Regions from separate parts of the Zea mays genome. Here all the other regions are linked to region 1. A link is a contact called in public Hi-C data. All regions are on one chromosome and are shown on one strand. Each heading gives the region's core, a stretch centred on a gene start, on an enhancer-like site or on the middle of the called end of the contact. The rest is flanking DNA. Distances are from core to core; before and after follow the strand shown. Region 1 holds the start of LOC103635843 (CBL-interacting protein kinase 19). Region 2 has its middle 58 kb from the start of LOC100282086. Region 3 holds the start of LOC100282086 (seed specific protein Bn15D17A).

Region 1 (3,655 bases), core at 569-3,068:
GAATCCAATTTGTTTGGAGTGACGTCTTTGCTATGGCGCTATGGCTTGGCTCAAGCATCTTGCGTCGAGAACGTCACCGTGTTACCTAGCCGGCCGAATTACGGATCTCAAGGGTCGAGAAGAAGTGAAGAACACAACAAACATAGAAAATACGGAGGAATGCTTAATTTGGAGAGGTCACTCGAGTTTTATATTCATAGGACTCCTAATGACGTAATTGCATAAAAAATGCTCTATAATTTAAAATGGAGTATAACTTATAGAATTTAGAACACAAAAAAATATGTTGTTCCAGCAATAAAACCTTAAATCTAGATTATATGGTAGTATACTACAATGTAGTATATTTGAGATATTTGAGAAAGCGCTATATAATTTTTAACTAAATTTTATAAAACAAAACATTGCTCGAGTGATTTTTTGTGCGTAGAGCTTTATATTTAAATTTAATGCACTAATTTAAGATATGGTTGGAGATACTCTAACGATATATTTAGAGACGTGATGCGTACTCTTTCAAAAATGACACCAAGACACGCTATCCCCTCTAATACCGATGCCTCGACGATTACAAGTCGCGGATTGACCGCATTGCCCTTCTCATTCAGTATAGACTGAGTGTTCATTCTATCTTCGGTCTCGCTCTTCCACGATGGAAGAACCTGCGCGGCCATCCTGCTTCCAGCGTCGCCGGCTACCTGGCGCTCGGGCTCTGCCTCGAGGTCGGCATGTCGCCATGGGGCTCGCCTACACTACGAGAGCCTGGTTCTACGTCAGCCGCGTAGGTGTTCGACGTCATATATGATGCCATAAGAAGGGCCATATATGTTGGTCGTGGAAAAAATGATCAACAAGTTAAAACTAGATTAAGAAGAAAATACGGAAGAGACGGATGAGAATGGTAAGTCGTAGTACTGTCATTTTTTACGAACTATATAGTTTTAATTTGTTTTTGCTTTGTTTGAATTATGTGCTCAATATATTTTTTTGAAACGAAATGGTATGTTTCTTCTTAAATAAGTGTTCGTCAAAAAAAAATATGACGCTAATATGGATGTAGGTTAACGTACTCTATACAATGATTATAGCTTGATACGAGCTGCTGACACTGGATCCAGTCTAATTTGTCAACTCGTCGGCGGTCGGTGCCCGTTGCTCTCCGAAGTCTCCAGCCCGCCCGGAAATCTTCCGTAGATGCCGATGTGACGTGCACCGGCCTCGGCTGTGCTGTGCCGCCCAGAATGCTCCGCGTATGTCGGCTCTCGGCTGCACCGCCGGACGCCATCTGTCACCGCTGGGCACGTAGCACGCTGCGGTCGTTGACTCGTTCTCGTTGCCCGTATTCTTTTATAAAAACCATCCCTAGCTTCTTCGGTTCTTTGCATTTCAACCCCGGCTGGAAATGCAAATAGTATACGTTTCCACGTTAACGTATATGATACTGACCGTCTATTATCCGGATGGGTATAGTATTACCAGCTCTTTTTCTTGCATTTTTTTCAGCCAATGGATGCACACGGTTCATTTGCAATTATTCCACCGACAAGCAGCCCTGAACATTATATTTAGGGCCAGTTTGTAAATCCCAATTTCCCAAGAGATCTCTAATTTCTAAAGGAAAATTAGTTCATTTTCCTATAAAAAATAGAAAACTCTTAAAAAATTGAGGTTCCCAAACTAGCCCTTAGAAGATATTTTTAGGCATGTCAAAAAACCTCCAAACCCATATCTCACCCATAAACTATGACACCGTTCTTTACAATTACTACAAATATACCGTGGAAATACTCTATATGATGGTACACTTGCAGATACAACCTCTGGAGTTGCATCTATCAATTTATTTCTGGCCCAAGTTTGACTTGAGTAGGGCAGGTAAACAGCCAGAGCCGCGGAGCAAAATAAACAGGCAGTATCCGGGCTGTTGCCCCCTCCAATGCCGGCCGGCCACCCATCACCTTCCTCCCGCGCGCTCCGGTGCCCTCGCTACCACCACCACCTAATCGGCCATTCTGCCTTCCGCTCCGTTTCTCCGCGCGCCTGACCTCCTCCTCTACCTGATGGCCGCCACCCCGCCGCCGTCGTGGGACGCGTCACCGCAGCCCCGGCGGCCGGCCTCCTCCTCGGGGCCCGCCAAGCGCGGGGGCCTCCTGCTGGGGCGCTACGAGCTGGGCCGCCTGCTCGGCCACGGCACCTTCGCCAAGGTGTACCACGCCCGCCACGCCGACGACACCGGCGAGACCGTCGCCATCAAGGTGCTCGACAAGGAGAAGGCCCTGCGCAACGGCCTCGTCCCGCACATCAAGCGCGAGATCGCCATCCTCCGCCGCGTGCGCCACCCCAACATCGTCCGCCTCTTCGAGGTCATGGCCACCAGGTCCAAGATCTACTTCGTCATGGAGTTCGTCCGCGGCGGGGAGCTCTTCGCGCGCGTCGCCAAGGGCCGCCTCAAGGAGGACACCGCGCGCAGGTACTTCCAGCAGCTCATCTCCGCCGTCGGCTTCTGCCACGCCCGCGGCGTCTTCCACCGCGACCTCAAGCCCGAGAATCTCCTCGTCGACGAGCGCGGCGACCTCAAGGTCTCCGACTTCGGCCTCTCGGCGGTCGCCGACCAGTTCCACCCCGACGGCCTCCTCCACACCTTCTGTGGCACGCCGTCATACGTCGCTCCGGAGGTGCTCGCGCGCCGCGGCTACGACGGCGCCAAGGCGGACATATGGTCGTGCGGTGTCATCCTGTTCGTGCTCATGGCTGGCTACCTCCCTTTCCACGACCAGAACCTCATGGCGATGTACCGTAAGATCTACAGGGGGGAATTCCGGTGCCCGAGATGGTTTTCCAAGGATCTTAGCTGTCTAATGAATCAGCTCCTTGACACGAACCCGGAGACCAGGATCACGGTGGCTCAGATAATTGAGAGCAGGTGGTTTAAGAAAGGGTTCCGGCCGGTCAGGTTCTACGTCGAGGATGACCAAGTGCACAGCTTGGCAGACAGTGAGGCTGAGGCGCTGGAAGAACTGGGGCCCAGTGACAGTGAGCCTCCACCCCCACCTCCCCCTCCCCCGCCACCACCACCACCACAGAAAGAGGACGACGGCGATGATTCTGGCTGGGAGTCAGACTCCTCCGTAGCGTCCTGCCCAGCCACATTGTCATCAGAGGAGAGGAGACGGCCTGTCGGATCTCTCCCACGGCCGGTAAGTCTAAACGCGTTCGATATCATCTCGTTCTCAAGGGGATTCAATCTGTCGGGGTTGTTCGAGGAGCGAGGCAATGAAGTGAGATTCGTCTCGGCACATCCCATGCAAACGATCATAACGAAACTGGAGGAGATCGCCAAGGTGAAGAGCTTTGCAGTTCGGCGGAAGGATTGGCGGGTGAGCCTGGAAGGCACGAGAGAAGGCGAGAAGGGTCCACTGACGATCGGGGCTGAAGTGTTTGAGCTCACGCCAAGCCTTGTGGTGGTGGAGGTGAGGATGAAGGCAGGTGACAGGGAAGAATATGAGGAATTTTGTGAGGGGGAGTTGAAACCTGGGATGCTGCACCTCGTGCACCGTACAGCATCGGTTCCGGATATACCTTCTGCATGATACTGATTAGCTTAGAAGGTAACTCTTGCTCTTGCTTGGAAGGACTATGGAAAAGAAATTTGGAT
Region 2 (3,821 bases), core at 1,289-3,788, 290 kb before region 1:
ACCATATATAACACCTAGGATTATAGATTATGCACACCCTTGATGGTGTCCACTAATCTAAATACAAAATTAGGCTAGTGGACACTACTCTTACTCTCTTAAAAATAATAAGAGCAAACGAAAGACTCACTAAATTAACACTGTAGCATGGGTCAAAAACCATAACTACACTTTTGAATAAGTCAAACATAGAGACTTTGTAACCAAAATACTGATATGATCAAACTAGTTCTAGATGATGAACATATATGAACATAAGCATACTAATCAAAGAACGATCAATGAACATGAGAAAATTCATGCTGGAATGAAGAACTAGTGTTAGTGGCGGAGCTAGGAAGTTCCTAGAGCCCGGGCGAGCCGTAAGCCTACACACAACTAACACACACATAAATTATTTATATTATATAAGCAAAGTTGATAATTGTGATAGTTTTCGTCCAAACTATGGTTCAATACAAATAGTACAAAATATTGAACGATTAAAATGCGGAATTAAAAAATATATTATTGGTTGATGGGTAATAGAAACAAGAGCAAAGCCTGGAGTCCTGGAGATAATCCATAGTTAAACCTCACCTCCAAAATTAACCTAAAAATATAAATATGGATTAGTTTATCTTATATTATAAAAATATAGACATGGAAGTGAAAGAGAATAAAATATACCACAAATGTTATGACTATTCAAGCCTACGGTTACGAGGCAACTGCATTTCTCTAGTCTTCAAGCCTTGAAATCGTCGAAGAATGATATCTTCATCAAGTGACTTATATAGCTCACGTTCAATGTAGCATACCATCAAGTTGTTAAACCAATCATCAGAAATTTTGTTATGCAATTTATATAATTTGTTTCGATCAAGAATACCAAATAAAAAAAACCCTTTAATGCATCTGCTCTAGTGTCAGTCACATGTACAAGAGCAAGAAATCGCTCTTTAACGTTCCCTTGAGAATTCACATATCTAAAATAGAAAAAAGTATTAATAAAGATGAAGTTTCAATAGTGTAATAATATGAAATAACATAATAAACTTGCTACTAACCTTAAAAAACTGCCATTTTCTCTTTAACCGATATACCACATGATTCATCAATAAGTATGGCAAAATGTCTATCACTAAGATCTCATAATCATGTCAGTTATTTCTTCTACACAAGTTTTTGCAAGATCCTTTTGAACATCAGAACATCAGGGGAAGTCATTTTACAATTTAATCCACCATGGTCAAAAGCGTTTCTCACTTCTTCATTGCTATCTTTGAGCCAGTCTATCAACTCTAAAAGGTTACCTCTGGTTAAAGAGGTAGAGGATTCATGATGTCCACAAAAAGCCATGCCTTGCCCTAAGAGATAACTTGAACATAGAAGAGTAGAACTCAAGCAGATTTGGTACAATTCTTCTGCTAGCTGTCTAGCACCAGCAACCACACTTGCCACACTTTATCTCTAATTTTTAAAATCATCGCATTTCTGAACACACTGATTGTGAGCACTACCTACACCACGAACATGTTGAGGCAGTGATTTATATGCATGTTTCCAGTCAGTCAATCCTTTTTTAGCAAACACATCATAGCTAAAGTGTTATGCCCTTCCAGGTTGCTTAAATAGGAAGCAATCAAAGCAAAATGCAGCTTCAGTAGATTCACTGTATTCTAGCCAATTATATTTCTTATACCAGTATAAGGAAAAGGCTCATAAATCACATCCAAATTGTGTAAAGGGAATATTCAAAGAAGGTTGTGTTGGGCCCTTCAATATATATGCCCTTCTAACTTGATCTTGAATTTCAATAGCATACTCATAAATTTTCTTTCTAAGAGCAGGATCACATATAATCTCATCTGGATTGAACTCAATATTACCCATGTTATTGTTTTGATGTGGATGAGGATCATCCCGAGTTCCTATAGCATTAGCAGGCACAGGTCCACTGCCATGGTTTCGTAGATGAACTAAGGATCGCCTCATTCTTGATTCATGAAATTCACAATAAAAATTCCCATCTCAAATCTTTGACACAAATAAGTTGACATTGCAAATGATCTATTTTTAATAAAGTTTATGCAAAAAAATCTACTATTATTTTTTACCTCAGTTTTACCCGACGACTTCGTCGACTTGCTGTGCTTGCATTTGCAGACTTTACAGCAGCCAGCAGCAACAGTGGTTTGTCGGCTCGGCCACAATCTCACGGTTCGCCAACGGCCACCTCCGAACAACCCACTGCCAATCTTGCCCAGCAGCCCAACATTTAGGTCTGATTTGGTGATTAGGGATCCCGAGGGGATCCATGGGGAGGAATTCCCTTGCAATTCAATTTTGAATAGTAAGAGAATTTTTTTCCCTGGGGATCACCAAGCACCAAATCAGCCCTTAGGTGGAATTGGGAGTGTCGCCGACTCACCGTCGAAACAACAAACAAGAGATGAATCGTTGTCAGGGGACAAAGAGCAGGCTGTAGCAAGGAGGCAAGGAGTTGTACGTCACGTGCATGTGTCCAATCCAACAAGCTAGGCTAATAGTCCATTCGTGGGCCATCTGTCATCGGGTTAGTGGGCTGTGATTTGGTTATTTGTTGGATCGTGGCTAGGCCTCCACTCTATGGCTGGCGGTTCTGCCTCTGTATTTTTGTATGTTTCACATTAAAATTGAATCCATACTCTACTACGCACATGCCTAAAGCCCAGGCGACTGCCCATGGTCACTGGGCGGTAAATCCACCCCTGACTACCATGAACAAATTCATTGCAAGTACATGCTCTTGTATGAACATAATCATGAATAATGAACTATCATAATCAAACTAGTATGAACATTGTCACACCCACTTTTAGAAGAGAAACCGAATGCGAACCATGTACGTGCCAGGATCAGAAACCCACGTACACAGCGATTACATACTTAGACATCATCACACAACGCTCGAAATAAATAGCGGAAAGGTACTTTAATTACATCAAGATGTCCAAGACATCCACAGAGTCTAATATATAACCATTGTCTTTAACATAAATATCAAAGTGCGGAGAAACGAAACGTAGATGATAAGCCTACACAGGCAACTGACTGGGGGTTTGCCACTAAGATAAACTAAAACTCGCCGTAATTCTGGAACTCCTCGAAGTACTCCATGTTGCCAGCATCACCTCCTGAGCACTGAGTACAATGGGGACAACTTGGGGTGAGGTGGTTTGTAAAGCAAGGGTGAGTACACATCAACGTACTCAGCAAATGTCCCGTTTGGCTGAGGTGGACTAGCTTTATGTGGGGTTAAGCTCAAGCAGTTGCTTTTAGTTGGTCAAGTATTTATTGTTATTAGTAGAGCCAAGTTTTAGTCATAAACCCAGTTATTACCCAAAAGTACTCCCTCAAAAGAGGAAAATACCAGAGATCAGTTTTATAACATCATTGTTAACCATCAACATAAAAGTATCCAAAGTTCTTCTAATCAAAGAGGATCCCTAGGCTACTCTTAACCGTGAGCTCAGCTGATATACCAGTTTCTAACACTCTGCACAGGTTGCACACTTTACCCATGAGTCGTGATCCCTTTCCAGCCTGGGTTGTACAGACCCGATCTTCACTACCGAGGTGAATGGCCAGGGATACACTACGTAGCCTTTACAAAGACTCCCCTAGTGCATAGCTGCTCGTTAGGTTTCGCCAGTTGTACAAACGCAGTACACCTCCCCAAGGTGGGTGACTAACAAAACCAAATCGAATGAACCTCTGCACCCCCCTTGGCAGAGCGAGCACTACGCCCCGGCCCCAATTGACGGCCCTCAGGCAAAGCCAACTACACCCCCAGGTTC
Region 3 (3,340 bases), core at 540-3,039, 350 kb before region 1:
TCGTGCCGTCGGGGTTGGATCTGGTGCTCCGGCTTTGGTAAGTTGCTAATCACGTGCTTGTTCTTCTGATTTGTGTTTTTCGCGTCTAGATCTGAGGCTGTTCTGTGATTGTTCTGTGACGAACCCTAACCGTGCTTTAACCCTACCCGAATTGAAGGTTGGAGCCGTGAGGTATCGATCTGGTGCTCCGGTCCGGCTTTGGTAAGTTGCTAATCATTTGCGGTTTGCTTGTGCTTCTACTTTGTGTTTGTCGCCTCTGGATCTTGTTCAAACCGACGAACCCTAATCTATTATACCGCCTTGCGCCTTGTTCTGTGTTTGGAGGTTGGATCCGTGAGGGACCGATCTGGTGCTCCGGCTTTGGACCTTTGGTAAGTTATTAATCTGATGCTTGTTTGTGTGATCTGTTCTTTGTTCTGTGATTGTAGCCGTGAGGGGCCGATCTGGTGCTCCAGCTTTGTGCCTCTGTGATTGTGATCTGGTGTTCTATGCCTCTGTGCTTGTGATCTGTGCTTGATGGCCGACGACGACACCGTGCCTGTGCCTGCACAAACTGGCGGTAGTGAGGCTGCAGTTCCTTCAACGGAGCCCATCAATATAGATCCTGACTCTACTGTGGAACAGGCTGGGGGGACAGACACACCTACAAGTTCTCGGGTAAGAAATAGAGCTTCCACATCTGATGTTTGGAATGATTTTGACAAGATATATAAGGTTGTTGATGGTGGCAGGATTATCGAGGAGCGTCGACTGACCTCGGAGATGGTCGAGATGCTGACCTGCATCAAGGACTGGGAGGAAGGGAATGCAAGGACCCAACATACTGTTGAGAACAAAGAACTTGAAGACTCATTCTCTGATCTATATCTTGATGATGAACAAGTTCCAGTTGACACTCCAGGGTCCTCTCAATCTCAATCTCAGACACCTACTGATCCACAACCACATGTCCAAGAGTGATCTTATTTAGCTAGTTTGCATACTTCAGCTTGTGCCTGTAAGGCTGTAACTAAACTGTACACTGTAACTCTGTGATATGTAAGAAAACTAAAAGAGCTGTGGGCTGTACTCTTTTTTCCTATCTAGGGTTTTCTCACAAGGGTGGGTTTTTAACTAGATAGGTTTTTAATGAGACAGCCATTGCACTAAACAGCTCAGTATTAGGTATTTTAGTATGTTTAACTGTGTGTTAATTTGTGAATCAGTGAATGGATGTGTTTCTGTGATTTTCCGTGGTTTGTGTGTTTTCTGTTGTAGTGCCCGAGCCGGCCCTGGCACTATGGGCTGGTCGTGCCTGCCGTGCCGGCACGGCACGGCTAAGGATCCTTAGTGCCGTGTCTGAGCCTGGGTTCAGGCACTAGTGCCGGGCCAGCACGACAAGGTTACTAATCGTGCTAAACGGGTCGTGCCCTAACCGTGCCATACCTGGTCGTGCCAGTGCCGGGCCGCCCATTTGGCCATCTATAAATCTATAAATGTAGAGGCCGCGCGCGGCGGCGCCTTGCACTTTTGGATTCTTCTGCCGCCTCCAGTTTCTTCGCGGACGCGGCTTCTTGCAAAGGGTGGGCACTGGGCAGCAAGCAGAAGCACCGACCCCGCGACGGGCGCCACACAAGCTCAGGCTCGCACTCGGCCAGTCGCAGTCCATCCATTCCCCCGCGGCGCCGAATCCGCCTTCCCCCACCTCTCCAAAACCACTGGCGCCCAACCCAGGCAGGAGCAGCCCACTGCTCTCTCCGTCCAGTCTCCGCTTATAAAAAAACGCCCACCCCCACCCCCTCCCTCTCCAACAACTTGGGCGCGCGCGCGGCCGGGTAGCAAAAGCTCGCGATCTGTGCGCCCACCACCGGGAGGAGCGAAGATGCGGATGAGCTGCAATGGCTGCCGCGTCCTGCGCAAGGGCTGCGGCGACGCCTGCACCATCCGCCCCTGCCTGCAGTGGATCGAGGCCCCCGAGGCGCAGGCCAACGCCACCGTCTTCCTCGCAAAGTTCTACGGCCGGGCGGGCCTGCTCAACCTGCTCGCCGCCGCGCCCGACGACGGCGTCCGCCCCGCGGTCTTCCGCTCCCTGCTCTACGAGGCGTGCGGCCGCATCGTCAACCCGGTCTACGGCTCCGTCGGCCTGCTCTGGTCGCGCCAGTGGCACAGGTGCGCCGACGCCGTCGAGGCCGTGCTCAGGGGGGACCCCGTCGTGCAGGTCGACGCCGGGTCCGACGCCGCCGCTGCCCCGCCGCTGCTCGCCGGCGCCAGGCCGCCGCCGCCGGCCGCCTTCGACATCCGCCACGTCCCCAGGGATCCCGACGCCACCGCCGCCGACCTCCTCCGCGCCGGCCGCAAGAGGTTCAAGCGCGCGGGTTCGTCTTCCAACGCCTCCAAGGCGAAGCCCCTGCCCCTCGAGCTCGAGGGCAAGGCCGGCAACAACGAACGCGCGTCGCCCAGCCCTCCCCCGACGCAACAACGAGAGGCGGAGGAGCTGCAGCCGGTGCCGATGGTCGTCGAGCCAGAACACGGCGAGGAGTCCGCCGGCAGCCACGACCACCACCTGCAGCTGCAGGGGTGGTCGGAGGAGGACACCGACGTGGAGGCGGCCTCACACGTGAGCCAAGCCGAGGCTGAGCCGCCAGCCAGCAGCCAGAGCCAGGTGCTGGTAGCGGATCAGGAGGAAGAGGAGGTTGGGCTCGAGCTCACGCTTGGGTTCGAGCCTGTCGTCAGGCAGCAGCCGAGGTCGTCGCGCTGCGACAAGAGCGGCTTGAGCGCGGCATCGAGCCTCATCGGCCTGCGGCTGCAGCTGCCGGCCGCCTAAGCACAGGCACAGCTCGCACCTAAACGAATAGAGCAGTTTTGCGACCCTGCGCCTGCGGTGTTTGCTTAAAAATAAGCTTTTGGACCCCCGGGTGCCAGGAGACACACAGTAGCCAACTTCAAATTTTCTAGGTTTTGTTTATCTTTTTCAATTTTTCTTCTTGTCTTTAACTGTAAAAGTTGATGGACTGCACAATTACTCAGGTAGAGGGGGTTTGGTTCCCCGATCAAAGAGGGCGTTTGGTTACTCGGTTTAGTTCTTATATCGAATGTTTAAATGCCAGTTATAAGTATTATATGTAGTATATTTAAAAATTAATTATATAAATGAAGACTAAACATTAGTAGACAAATTAATGTTGGTTGTAGCATCACATAGACATACATCATGGACTAATTAGGACTTAGTAGGTTCATTTTGTCATTTAGTATTTATCTGTGCAATTAATTTTGAAATTAAATTATATTTAATATTTCTAACTATCATCTAAATCAGTTTGGACCCTTGCCTGGGCAGGGAACATACTTGGCGACCTGG

Evidence for each region. Hi-C and Micro-C count contacts between places; a contact is called where the count stands out from the background.
Region 2: a contact with region 1 is called in a Hi-C map of tassel, with 4 times the contacts expected there. The contact joins the enhancer-like site here to the promoter of LOC103635843 in region 1. A contact is called at or near these places in 2 of 25 Hi-C or Micro-C datasets (ear and tassel).
Region 3: a Hi-C map of bundle sheath shows a contact between it and region 1, with 3 times the contacts expected there. The contact joins the promoter of LOC100282086 here to the promoter of LOC103635843 in region 1. A contact is called at or near these places in 3 of 25 Hi-C or Micro-C datasets (bundle sheath, ear and tassel).

Annotation. Positions count from the first base shown.
Region 1 is chr8:126,300,161-126,303,815 of Zm-B73-REFERENCE-NAM-5.0, reverse strand. LOC103635843 (CBL-interacting protein kinase 19) reads left to right here and starts at 1,818. Exons shown (of 1, transcript XM_008658222.3): 1 at 1,818-3,655. The coding sequence starts at 2,061. The coding sequence ends at 3,590.
Region 2 is chr8:126,588,733-126,592,553 of Zm-B73-REFERENCE-NAM-5.0, reverse strand. No RefSeq gene overlaps it. Among protein-coding and RNA genes, the nearest start is that of LOC100282086, 58 kb to the left of the region's middle. Within about 2 kb of position 2,538, at least 12 of the 20 cell types and tissues checked have an H3K27ac peak or open chromatin away from gene starts, as enhancers often do. A contact at or near this core is called in ear and tassel, where this site is marked.
Region 3 is chr8:126,647,591-126,650,930 of Zm-B73-REFERENCE-NAM-5.0, reverse strand. It overlaps LOC100282086 (seed specific protein Bn15D17A), which reads left to right and starts at 1,789. Exons shown (of 1, transcript NM_001154999.2): 1 at 1,789-3,152. The coding sequence starts at 1,862. The coding sequence ends at 2,803.